3 separate regions of the Mus musculus genome follow, and regions 2 and 3 are each linked to region 1. A link is a contact called in public Micro-C and promoter capture Hi-C data. All regions are on one chromosome and are shown on one strand. The core of a region is the stretch at or near the end of the contact, and the rest is flanking DNA. Distances in the headings are between cores, read along the strand shown. Region 1 holds the start of Gfpt2 (glutamine fructose-6-phosphate transaminase 2). Region 2 holds the start of Ltc4s (leukotriene C4 synthase). Region 3 holds the start of Sqstm1 (sequestosome 1).

Region 1 (3,893 bases), core at 581-3,080:
AGCCAGTATCCAGTGCAGAACACGAAGTCCAAGAGCACCCAGACCAGTATGCTCAATTCCAGGCAGCTGGCTGGGTCAGACATCAGCAAGGACGGCTTCAAAAAAAAAAAAAACCCTGAAGTTTGAGGAGTTAACCTCGCCTAGCTCATCTGGCTCCTTTGATTCTGGTTCTGAATAGGCGCACAGCTGGGCCAAGACTTCTACTGCATCCTAGACATTCTTTGGTGACCTCAAAGCACTTCTCATACTCAGTCACAAATCAATACCAAAGTCTAGAAAGGAGACGGGTTGGTTATAACCCAAACCCCATCTCTTCCAAAGGGTTGGAGGAGACAGTTCTCCAGAGCTTGGAAAGACACAGAAGAAAGGCAGACGCCAGGAGGAAACAGGGTGGGAAGCTGAGGTGGTTGATGGTGGAGATGCAGGGCCATCTGAGAGGCTCAGCAAGGAAAGCCCTGGAGCTCAAGTAGTTTCAGGTCTCTTGCTAAAGTCTGGTTCTAAAGCCACCGGTGGCTAAAGATCTACAAGAACTCAAACGGGGGGGGGGGGCGGGCGGGGGGCGGGTTGAATCTGACAAAACTTATACATTTGTTTCATTTCAGTGTCCAGAAACGCCTGAAGCAACCTTTCACACACGTTGCCAAAGGATGCCCAGGAGTCCTAAGATTCTGTCTGAGGATCCAGGATTTTAAACTGACCCCGGCTCTCTCTGGATGAGGCTGCGTCCCCATGGTTCCTGCCTAATCCTTGCTCTGTGGTTCCTTTCTCCTGGTCTCCTGGCTCATGAAACAAGGCCTGTACAGACCTTGGCTTTGGACTCACCCACTGGCACACCCCACCCCACAAGCCTTCAGCAAAGTCAGAGAGGCGCCTTTCATGGCTTCAAAAGTTCCACCAGGTTCTCCAGCCGCAGGGGGCTGGAGTGGGTAACTGAATCCTACTCAAGGCAGGAAAAAAAAAAGCGCACAGTGACCTTTTGTCCCAGAAGTTCCCGGCTTTCCCCGGCCAGCCAGCCAGCGGAGGCGGCCCAGCCAGCCAGGAGGGTAAGGAATTGCAGATGTGCGCCCAGGGCGGCCGCCTCCCTTCTGCTCTCAAAACCCGGCTGGACACCTCGGCGTCGCTCCGGGCTGCGCAGCTATCCGGTCCAGGGCTCCCGCTCCTAGCTTTGGGCCAAGGCTCCGGGGAAGTCACTATCTATCCTGTCGCCAAGAGCTCGTTCCAGCAAAGCTTTTCCACAGTTCCCACCCTTCTAGGGACAGGAGATTCTTTTTGAGTCGCAAGCAAGATGGGCAAACCTTTCTGAGCGCACCAGGAGCTGTTTGGGACGCCCCGGGGCGGGCTGCTGACACCGCACAGGTGAGGTCTCCTGTCCTCGGTGGGCGCGGCAAACTGGGACTCTGGACCACCACTCCGAGCCCGGAATGATGAGGTTGCTCGTGGCGGCCTTTGTGGGCCAAGTGAAGGAAGCACCCTCCTGGTGGAGACACCTCTGTGTTGCGGGGCTCCTTTTCTGGGACCTGCCTCGTTGCCCCTGCTCTGTGAGGTCCTGGCTTGGTTCCTCTTACACGGAGTTTAGTCGTCCTCCTCCCCACGCCCCCATGTCCCCGAGACGTCACTCTGGGTCCGCGCGCGGGGAAGGAAGGCCTGGCTAATGAAAGCCCCACAATCGCCGCCCCTAGCAGGTCCCCTGTGCCTGGCTCTCTGGCCTAGGCTCTGAGGGAGAAGGCCGCTGTGCACTCACCGCACATGGTGGCTCCGATCGCTCCAGACGCTCAGACGACTCGCTGCGCCTCGCGCTCCCTGGCTCAGGCTCCCGCCGCTCGGTCTCCTGCCCTTATAGCCAGCCAGTAGCCCTCCGAGAGGGGTGGGGCTGGGGCGGAGCCTCCTGCCGCCTGCTTGCTCCTTATTGGTTTCTGGTTGTCGTGACAACAGCGGGGGGCCCCCAAGACTCAGGGTAAGGGGTGAGGGGCGGCTCCCAAGCTCCAGTCTCTACTGTAAGGGGAGGGAGGAAGCCCAATCGGTGGTAAACACCTTGAGTTGGAATTTTGAGTCAGTCATATTAGACGTGAAACTTTAGCAAGGGGGACAGATCGCTCCGTGCCTCAGTTTCTTCATTTGTAAAATGTGATAATAATAAAATGTACCTCTCAGATCCTCCTGAGGTTAAGGCCAGACAGACTGTGTAGACACAGAGTACAACCAATCTGTCTCTCTCTGTCTCTGTCTCCCTCTCTGCCTTTCTCTCTCTGTCTCTCTGTCTCTCTCTCTGTCTCTCTGTCTCTCTCTCTGTCTCTCTCTCTCTCTCTCTCTCACACACACACACACACACACACACACACACACACACACACACAGAGTGGACTCCTATTCTTGCAACATGCCCCACTCACTATTCCAAACTTCTTTCAGAGCAAGAAAAAGTAGCACACACTAGGCTTGTGAACTTCTTCCAAGCCTGCCAGGAGCAAACTGGGCTTGGCTGAAAAAGGGAGAAAATTGAAGCTCCTTATTAAGATATAAGATATTGACCAAGATGTGCCAGAGCCCGGACCTGAGAGGTGCAGGGGGTAGGCATCCCCCAGGTCTAAAGGAAAGCTGGGCCGCCCCGGAAACCGCCCCATAATGGAGATGCGCTGGCAGACCCGTCTGGCAAGCCGTGAGCCTGCATCCAAGCCAGGGGCTCCACCGCCCCACAGTGACCTGGAGCCTTGGTTCGACCCTGCGACGGATGAGTCACGAGGCTGGCTTTCCCCCGCCCTAGTTCCCGGCTGTCTCCTCCTCTCCTCTCTGTTCTCCAGCCCCCTCATCTCCTGAGAAAAGACCTGGCCCAATATTTGCTCACTTTGAAGCCATCTGTGTGTGCATGGTTTAACTTAAATAAATAAATAAATTGTTGAAATCTAAATCAATGGTATTCCCCAATTATAGTTTTTAAAGAGAAAAACTAGCGTAAGTCTTGTGTTTGGCGTTTTTTTTTTGTTTTGTTTTTTTTTTTTTCCGTAGCTTTGCAGCTCCCTGGGAATGGAGGTGTTGTGCCCACTGAGGAGTTTGAAATTCGATGGTACTGACTGAGAAGGTTGGGCTGAATCATCTGATGCCTAAAGCTGACTCAGGAGCAGCACTGCTCCTTCACCTCAGCGACGCAAGGTGACACTCATTCATTCATTTACCCATTCATCATTCATTCCCAAATCTGCACTTCACATCTCTCCTGGTGATAGGAACTTAATGAATGAAGACAGATCCAGCCTCCTGGCTCTTACAAAACAATGGGTGGGGCAGACACTAAGCTGGTGGTCACATAGGAAATTGGACATCTGACATCTCTGTAGAGAAGGCCCTGGGCTGGGCAGAACTCCACAGAAGGGGACAAGAAACAGGCCTTCTACTGGCACCAAAATACCAGGATCCCCGTGTCCTTGCATAGTGCATATCTGTCCTCCACTTTTATTGTAATTTTGTGTCTCCATATGAAAAGTGGCAGGGGTGACTGCTATGACCCCTGGAGGCATCCTTTGCTTTTGGGACCAGTAGGCCTGGGAGCCTTTGGAAGAGTCATAGCCACTGGACTCACCTGGCTCTAGGATTGGTCAGGGATTTTATGTGACCATGCTCAACAACCTCCTGCATTTGGAGACATAGAGGAAACAGAAAAGAACAGATTCTCTTGGTACAGCTGTATGGGGGATAGTTTGGGGAGTTAGTGATCACATTTGGGATGAGATAGAGGGTGTCTAAGAGTGGAACGAGCCAGAGTAAATTGGATCCTTAGATGGACAAAGTTACACATTTCCAGAGCCCTGACTGTTCATGGATTTTTTTCATAATCACAGCTCTGTGGTTTAAACATGTCCCCAAAGCAAGTGCTGTGTGATACAATTTTCAATGATCTA
Region 2 (3,893 bases), core at 540-3,039, 440 kb before region 1:
GACTTGTCTGTAGCCTGCACCGGCGAGCACCCACGCTCACCGCAGAGACACGCAGAGATGTTCATTTGCTGACAGGCACGCAGACAGGCACACTATCCACATGGGCATATAGGAGCATGGCCTGCCTGTATCCTATGTTCTGCCTTTTCTTTTTTTTTTTTTTTTTTTTAAAGACTCATTTATTATTATATGTAAGTACACTGTAGCTGTCCTCAGACACACCAGAAGAGGGAGTCAGATCTCGTTACGGATGGTTGTGAGCCACCATGTGGTTGCTGGGATTTGAACTCTGGACCTTCAGATAGCAGTCGGGTGCTCTTACCCACTGAGCCATCTCACCAGCCCTGTTCTGCCTTTTCAATGCCTTCCCTCCCGGAAGCTGCCCCAACTGCAGCCTCCTGAAGTTTGGAACCCAAGCATTGGCATGGTGCAGGCCCATCTTGCCCTGGAACGCCTGTGTCCTGACCATTCCTTGAGTTCAGAGCACCAGCTACTGCTATTACACGTTGGTGTAATGCAAGGACCAGCGTTGACCCAACTGTGATCTTGAGAAACCTGCAGAGCCCCAGCAGGTAGGCCTCAGATCTTCTGAGGGCAATAATGAACAAAGAGACCGAAGGGGTTCTGGGGAGTCCACAGGGACCAAGGCCTCAGGCAACGAGGACGGAGGCTGGCTGTGGGGAAGCAGAAGCTCCCAAGGGTGACCCTGTCTTATGACACCCATGATATGGCCAAGCTGGCTGCAGGGACAGGAGTGTGGCCTAGGACCTGTTAGTTCCCCAGTACACGCTCCTCTCCTGTCCTGTGCTGGTTCACGCCCTTCACCTATGGCTCCGTCCACTCTTCCAGATGGATCTGGATTTTGCCACTGCTGACCAAATCTACCTCAAACCAGCTTCATCGGAAAAGAGAAGTGGCTATTTCACAAGGAAGAACAGTCCAGGAGCACACACCACACAAGGTGGCCCCCAGGGCTCGACAACAAGAGTTTCTCAGCTTCTGTACTCTTAAGCTTCCTTTCCCAGACTGCTAATGGAAGTTTCCAGAACTGGGTCTCTCTTCTGTCAACATCGGCACACATGACTACACCACAAGTGTGGCAGTGGTGGGGAGTTGTCAGCTTTGTCTGGTGTGGAAAGGACTAGGCTAAGGAAGGGAAGGGTCAGTGCCTGGAGCCAAGTAGGATGCTGGGCAAATACACCAGCCTAGAGACAAGTATTTCCCCATAACCAAGGATAAAAAATATCATTCATGAGCCTTTGGGGCTCTGAGGGGGATGGGCCTCAGGATGCCAAGGAGGAAGAAGAACATGGGTAGGTCCATTGTGGCTGGGGACACCTGGACATTATGAAGCCATAGGGAGTTGGGAAGGGTGTGTCAGCACTAGACATTACAGAGTAGCCCTGGATGGGAATACAGACCCAGTCATCACTGGGGTAGGGGAAGTCAGGGGTGGGAGTCCAGGAGCCCAGAGCCTAGGGTAAACCCTGGATGAAGGGGAAGTCTGAAAGGCCAGTGGGAAACTACCAAGGATGCAGGGTCTAGATGATATGGTAGCTGGAAACACACAAGGCTAGAGGGGGCATGGGTGAGCAGTCAGAGGGAGCCTGGGTGAGCAGCATGAGTTCCGCCACCACAGGACTAAGCACGGAAAGGCCAGGAACAACTGGAAGGAAGTGGTCAAGCTGTCCACAGCACTGGTTTCTACCTTCCCAGCCTGGCCAGGCTCCCTGCCTTTGTGGATACAGTCATATCCCCACCCCTCCCCGCCTCTACTGCAAAGGGGTGGAGAGCGCCGAGGCTCTTCCTCTCCTGGGCCAGCGTCTGAGTAGCACACTGGGCGATAAGAAGAACACCAAAGCTAATTCTGCCTGTGGCTGGCAACATGAAGGACGAAGTGGCTCTTCTGGCTACCGTCACCCTCGTGGGAGTTCTGTTGCAAGGTGGGCTGGCTCCTGTCTGGGAGGTGGGTGGATCTTACATCCTGTAGTCTGCTCTCTTCAGGCTCCTGGGGTAGGGAATTGGGGTGCTGGCAGGCCCAGGCTCAGGAGAAGGACAGGAGGCTTCTAGGCTAGCCTCCTGGTACCAAGGTCCAAGCAATTCAAGAACTGTTGGAGGGCCAAAGTTCCAGCTGAGAAGTCCCCACTTCCCTGGAGCAGGTATAGACACTCTCTAAGGAGTGTCTACAGGGGAGGACCAGGTGAAGGATGGCCACCCTGCTGAGGGGCCACTTGAGGTGCCTGCCTTGTGGTGGGAGCTGGTATCTGTTTGGGAGTGCAATACAGTGACTAGTGGAATAGCTATGGGCTTAGGTTGGGAGAGTCCCAACTCCACGCATCTGGAGCACAGTATCTGCCAGATTTAAGGCTGGGTCCATGATGTCTAAACAGAAACTGAGACAAGAATTTATGCTATTGTGTGGTGGTACTGAGACCCAAGCTAGACTGACTCTGGCTTGTGGCAGAGTCCCTTCTGGCTGATTCTGTAGAGGGGAAACCAGGGTCCCTTAGCCACAGAACGTGTGCTTCCTTGTTCCTTAAAGAATACAGCCAATTTTGCCCTGGTCCATTGCCTACGCAGGGGGTCCAGACCTGCAGAACGGGAGGTAGGCATTTGCCTGTGCTTTGCAAGTCAAATCGTTCAGGAGTAAAGTCTTCTAAGGTTCCTCCCACCGGCAGGTGTTTCAGCCGCGCATCACCCTAGTCAATCAACCCTCAGGCCTACAGGGCCTCTCCATTGAACACCACTGATGGGGCAGGTGGGAGAAGGGCATTAGAAGAGAGTCGCTCAGTGAGAGGCAAGGAGAGGGGAACTAAGGGACGGATCCCGCTCCAGATCTGCGGAGCACCACACCTGACTCCCACACCCCCACGGCCGCAGCCTACTTCTCCCTACAGGTGATCTCTGCACGAAGGGCTTTCCACGTGTCGCCGCCGCTCACCTCTGGCCCTCCCGAGTTCGAGCGCGTCTTCCGAGCCCAGTGAGCGCGGCGGGTCCGGGCGGGTTCGGGTGTCAGCCAAGGTGAACCACGCGCTCACCCAGCCTACCCCTCGCAGGGTAAACTGCAGCGAGTACTTTCCGCTGTTCCTCGCCACACTCTGGGTCGCCGGCATCTTCTTCCACGAAGGTGCGGGGCAGCGTGGGGGCACACTTCGGGGGTGGGGGTGATCCCGGATGGCGGGAGCTCGTGCTCACCGCGTCGCCTTGCATCGACTCTCGCAGGAGCCGCAGCCCTGTGCGGACTGTTCTACCTGTTCGCGCGCCTCCGCTATTTCCAGGGATACGCGCGCTCAGCGCAACTCAGGTAACTCTGGCCGGACTTCCGGGAAAGCACTGCAGGGGAGGGTCGCTCCCCAACGCCGCTCAAAGGGTGGGAGGCGGCGATCGGCCACAGGGGACCCATGGAAAGAGATCTGGGGACAGCGGGTGGGCGGACCTAGCCCTAGCGAGCCGGTGTAGCCCGGAGTGGGAGGGGCTTGAGCCTGCGGGGCAGGCCTAGTCTGGAGGGGGAGGGCCTAGGCCTGGGGGCAGTCCTAGCATGGAGGGGGCGGGGCCTTGTGTGGAGGCGGGGGGGGCTTGGCTCCGCTCCCGCTGAGCGCCACCCGCAGGCTGACTCCCCTATACGCGAGCGCGCGCGCACTCTGGCTGCTGGTGGCGATGGCTGCACTGGGCTTGCTAGTCCACTTCCTCCCCGGCACGCTACGGACTGCGCTCTTCAGATGGCTCCAGATGCTCCTGCCGATGGCCTGAGGCGAAGGCCCTCCGAATCAGCAGAACTGGAGATCTTCGAACAAAACGCTGGGGTGCCCGCCCCCGAATCCCAGTTTTTAATTAAAGTTCCCACGACGGTTCCGTCTGCATTCTCTGGGTCTGAGAGGGTCGCTTACCGCAGC
Region 3 (3,893 bases), core at 945-3,444, 420 kb before region 1:
TCCCCATTGGCTCAGACATTCCATAGGAAGTTTGGTCTGATTGAAGCTTTAAGGCTGTCAGGCCACTAGACTGCTGAGTCACGCTTGGCCAGCAGCTGACATCGGGATACAGCCTTTGCGTCCCCACTGTCCTCTGCATTAGCAGAGGGTCCTGCAGGATCAGGGGCCTTTTCCTGGGCTAGCAACTGTTGGAGAGGAAAGCCTAAAACTGGGATTGTCCTCTGGGGCAATAGGTGTGTACCTTCTAGCCACCAGGGAAATGGCAGTCACACCTGTGTGGCAAATCACTGTCCATTGCTGAGTTTTCCTAAAATTACAGATTTTTCTGCTCTCACAAAACCAATTCTGAGAGAGGTCCAGGGAAGACATGATAACTGGGAGAGGGGCCCTAGGAAGCTGGTGTGGAGACCCTGCCTCAGGGAGACGACTTGAGCTCCAATTCTGCCCTGCATGTCTTCTCCCATGACTTTGACTCAGCAGGTCTAGTCCTATGGAAAGGACCATACCTAGAAGGCCTTACAGGGTGACACCCTTCTCAGCCTCTAGCCTTCCCAGGACTGGGTTCCTGCTAAGAGCTCATTTTACTTTATTCATTTAATTTGTGGTTTGTTTTTATTTTTCCCTGAGACAGGGTTGCTCTGTGTAGCCCTGGCTGTCCTGGAACTCACTCTGTAGACCAGGCTGGCCTTGAACTCAGAAATCCACCTGCCTCTGCCTCCCAAGTTCTGGGGTTAAAGGCATGTGCCACCACTGCCCTGCTTAATTTGTTTTTTTTTTGAGAGTAGGACTTGCTATGCAAGCCTGGCCGAGCCTTGAATTAGAATTCCTCTTGACTCAGCTTCCCAAGGGCTGGGGTTACAGATGTGTGTCATCATGCTAGCTAACAGGTCACTCTGGCCACAGAAAGCAGCATTTCCTGGTTTTGGCGTTTGTATTGGGGGTTGAACCTAAGATGTAACACATACTAGGCAGGTGCTCTGTCACTGAGCTATATCCCTATGCACCAAATTCCCATTAATGATATCTCCCGGGTATATCCCTACTAAGCTAAATCCTCATGACCTGTATCCCTACTAAGCTAAATCTCTATAAGCTGTATCCCTACTAAGCTAAATCTCCTGTATCCTTACTAAACTGTATAGCCAGATTCTTTATTCCCGCCCCCCAGCACCCAGACTTTTTTTCTTTCTTAGAAGCCTCATGCAGCCAAGGCTGGCTTTGAACTCTGGAACCTCTGACCTCCCAAGTACTAGGATCACTTTCTATTTTGAAACAGTTTCACCAAGTTGCTCAAGCAGAATATCTTGAACTTGGTCTTTTCCTGCCTCAGCACCTCAAACAGCTGGAATAACCAACCTGTGGCACAGGACTGGCTATAGCTTGTATTTTGGTTCCTAGATGGAGGGCAGGTGGTCTGATCCCTTTGTGCTTTGAAGCCACTAAGGCCTGAGATACATGTACCTTCCGAGAGAGAGAGAGAGAGAAAGAGAGAGAGAGAGAGAGAGAGAGAGAGAGAGAGAATATGAATGTGTGTGTATGTGTGTGTGTGTCTGGGCTGCAGTGAGGAATCTCTGGTTGCAATGAACAGGTTGTGACTACTGCTGCCTCTGGAGCCCTGGCTACCCCTCTTACAGGGTGGGTTTGTGAGAAGTCACCAGTGCTTGTCCAACACCTCTCAACCTGATCTTTGTTAAATTGGGTGAGGCCTAAGATGGTGGGTGATGTTCCTTTATTCAGTGAGGGGCTGGTCATGGTGGATGCCTGGAAGGGGGTGGGAGTGGGGGCTACTACCGGGGACACTATGTTTAGGAGGGTCGGAATAGCATCCTGTGAGACAGCCTGTTTGGCTAAAAGAATGGCTACCTGACAGTAGACATCTGTGTCCTCCTAGCTTCTGGGCCGTACATCCCCCCTGGCTTGGGGACGACACTGCTGAGTCATAGGCAGGCCCAAGCCTGGGAGGTACCTAGGCTCGATACTTACGGGTCCTTTTCCCAACGACTTGAGGCTGAGGCTGGTCTCTTGTGGTCACCCATGTATTCGGTGGGAAAGAAAAGAGTAGGCAGTGGGGTCGTCTCGACCCCGTACCTTTCAAGGGTCCCATCAAGGGGGCTCCAGCGGCCGCCCCAGCCTAGGGGAGGGGCGGGGCTCATAGAGGCTCCGCCCCCACGAGGCGGGGCTCCCCCGTTTTCTATAAAAGCTGGGCTCTCGGCGCCGCCGCTGCCCAGCTGTTTCGTCCGTACCTAGACCGCGGTTATGGCGTCGTTCACGGTGAAGGCCTATCTTCTGGGCAAGGAGGAGGCGACCCGCGAGATCCGCCGCTTCAGCTTCTGCTTCAGCCCGGAGCCGGAGGCGGAAGCCCAAGCCGCGGCCGGCCCGGGGCCCTGCGAGAGGCTGCTGAGCCGAGTGGCTGTGCTGTTCCCCACGCTGAGGCCTGGCGGCTTCCAGGCGCACTACCGCGGTGAGGGCCTGGGGCGGGGAAGCCAACCTCCCCCGCCAGGGAGTAGTAGGTCTGGGCGAGGACGAGGCGGCGTGTCCTCTGGCTCCCCGCGGGGACAGGGTGGTCAGGCGGCCGCTCAGGTTACATCTAACATCCAGCGGTTCGCTTGCTCCCCGTAACGCCCGGTGGTGGGTTCAGTTAAAGCCCCGGAAGACCTGGGACCAGGCAGACGTGGAGGAGGGGTGGAGAGGAGTGACGCGGATAAATAAGCAGCGGGGGCGGGGTGGGGCAGCCCGTGGGAAGGGAGGTAGGGGACCCCGGAACTAGCTCAGTCTCTTGCGTTGGAGTGGCTGGTGGCTGCATGGGGTGGAGCTAGAGGTTGTTGACAAGAGACGAGTGGACAAGACCCTCCCTGTGGGAGGGAATGGTTTTGCGATCTCTATGGAGGACTGTGGGTAGGCCAGGTTGGTTGGTCAGTCTCTCTCTTTTCTGAAATAAAGCCACGTAGCCTGATTGGCCTGGAATTCACGAGTGGTTTAGGCCGTCCTCAATCACTCCAATCCTCTTGTCTCAATTTTCTAGTGCAGGAATCACAGGGACTACTGGACAGAAAATTTTCAGTGTAACTGCGTTATAACCTAGGACCTGTGCAATTCACCCAGTAAAAGTGTATAACGATTATTCTTTCGTATTAGCAGAGACAGGTCTTACTATATGGCCGGGATGGCCTGTATCTCTAAATTGTCCTTCTGAGTCATCTTTGTGCTAGGCATCCAGTCCAGGGCTTCATGCATGTTAGGCCCTCGAGCAACTGAGCTACCTCCCCAGCTCCTTGCATTTAAAAAAAAAAAATGAGTTGTATAACTATTTTCACATTCGGCTTAGAATCTCTTCATTGTTTTATAAATTTTATTTATATATTACATAAAAATTATATAACAATTATTGTAATAATTATTATTTTATTATATAATTTTTTTCCTGTTTGTCATCTTGTATCCTTTCCAGTTCCAGGCAATGGCTGGTCTACTTTAGTATTCATTTTACTATTAGGAATTAGAACACATTAAAATGGCTTTTTTTTTTTTTTTTGGTTGCTTTTTCAAGACAGGGTTTCTCTAGGTAGCTTTGGCTGGTCTGTAGACCAGGCTGGCACAGTGAATCTTTGTTCATTCACTTATTAATATGTCTAAGGCCCATTTGTATTACAGCTCTCACTAGTACATCTTCCCCCCTCCAGTACTGGGAATTGAACCTAGGGCTTTGCATATGCTAGTCAAGGGCTCTATTTCTGTACATGGGCAGTATTTAATTTCTTTTTGTGTATGAAGAATAGTCTTCTTTGAATATGTCATGTTTAATTTATCTGGTCTGTAGTTTATGGACACTGTTTCTTTTGAGGCAATCTCTCTCATCTCCCTTATGGTAGCTGTTGCTAAATGGTTGCTCAGAG

The links. Promoter capture Hi-C pulls out the DNA fragments that hold promoters and counts their contacts. Hi-C and Micro-C count contacts between places; a contact is called where the count stands out from the background.
Region 2: a contact with region 1 is called in a promoter capture Hi-C map of embryonic stem cells. The contact joins the promoter of Ltc4s here to the promoter of Gfpt2 in region 1. A contact is called at or near these places in 3 of 39 promoter capture datasets (cranial neural crest, embryonic stem cells and stem cell-derived epiblast-like cells) and 1 of 115 datasets of contacts at active chromatin or transcription factors (bone marrow-derived macrophages).
Region 3: a contact with region 1 is called in a Micro-C map of embryonic stem cells, with 2.4 times the contacts expected there. The contact joins the promoter of Sqstm1 here to the promoter of Gfpt2 in region 1. A contact is called at or near these places in 1 of 39 promoter capture datasets (stem cell-derived epiblast-like cells), 1 of 484 Hi-C or Micro-C datasets (embryonic stem cells) and 2 of 115 datasets of contacts at active chromatin or transcription factors (bone marrow-derived macrophages and pancreatic cancer cells).

What each region holds. Positions count from the first base shown.
Region 1 is chr11:49,792,092-49,795,984 of GRCm38.p6, reverse strand. Gfpt2 (glutamine fructose-6-phosphate transaminase 2) reads right to left here and starts at 1,830. Exons shown (of 19, transcript NM_013529.3): 1 at 1,742-1,830. The coding sequence starts at 1,748. It overlaps Gm36507 (a long non-coding RNA gene), which reads left to right. Exons shown (of 4, transcript XR_003949545.1): 4 at 603-1,747.
Region 2 is chr11:50,236,428-50,240,320 of GRCm38.p6, reverse strand. It overlaps Ltc4s (leukotriene C4 synthase), which reads left to right and starts at 1,789. Exons shown (of 5, transcript NM_008521.2): 1 at 1,789-1,943; 2 at 2,881-2,980; 3 at 3,057-3,127; 4 at 3,223-3,304; 5 at 3,609-3,860. The coding sequence starts at 1,886. The coding sequence ends at 3,750.
Region 3 is chr11:50,209,121-50,213,013 of GRCm38.p6, reverse strand. Sqstm1 (sequestosome 1) reads left to right here and starts at 2,194. Exons shown (of 8, transcript NM_011018.3): 1 at 2,194-2,461. The coding sequence starts at 2,257.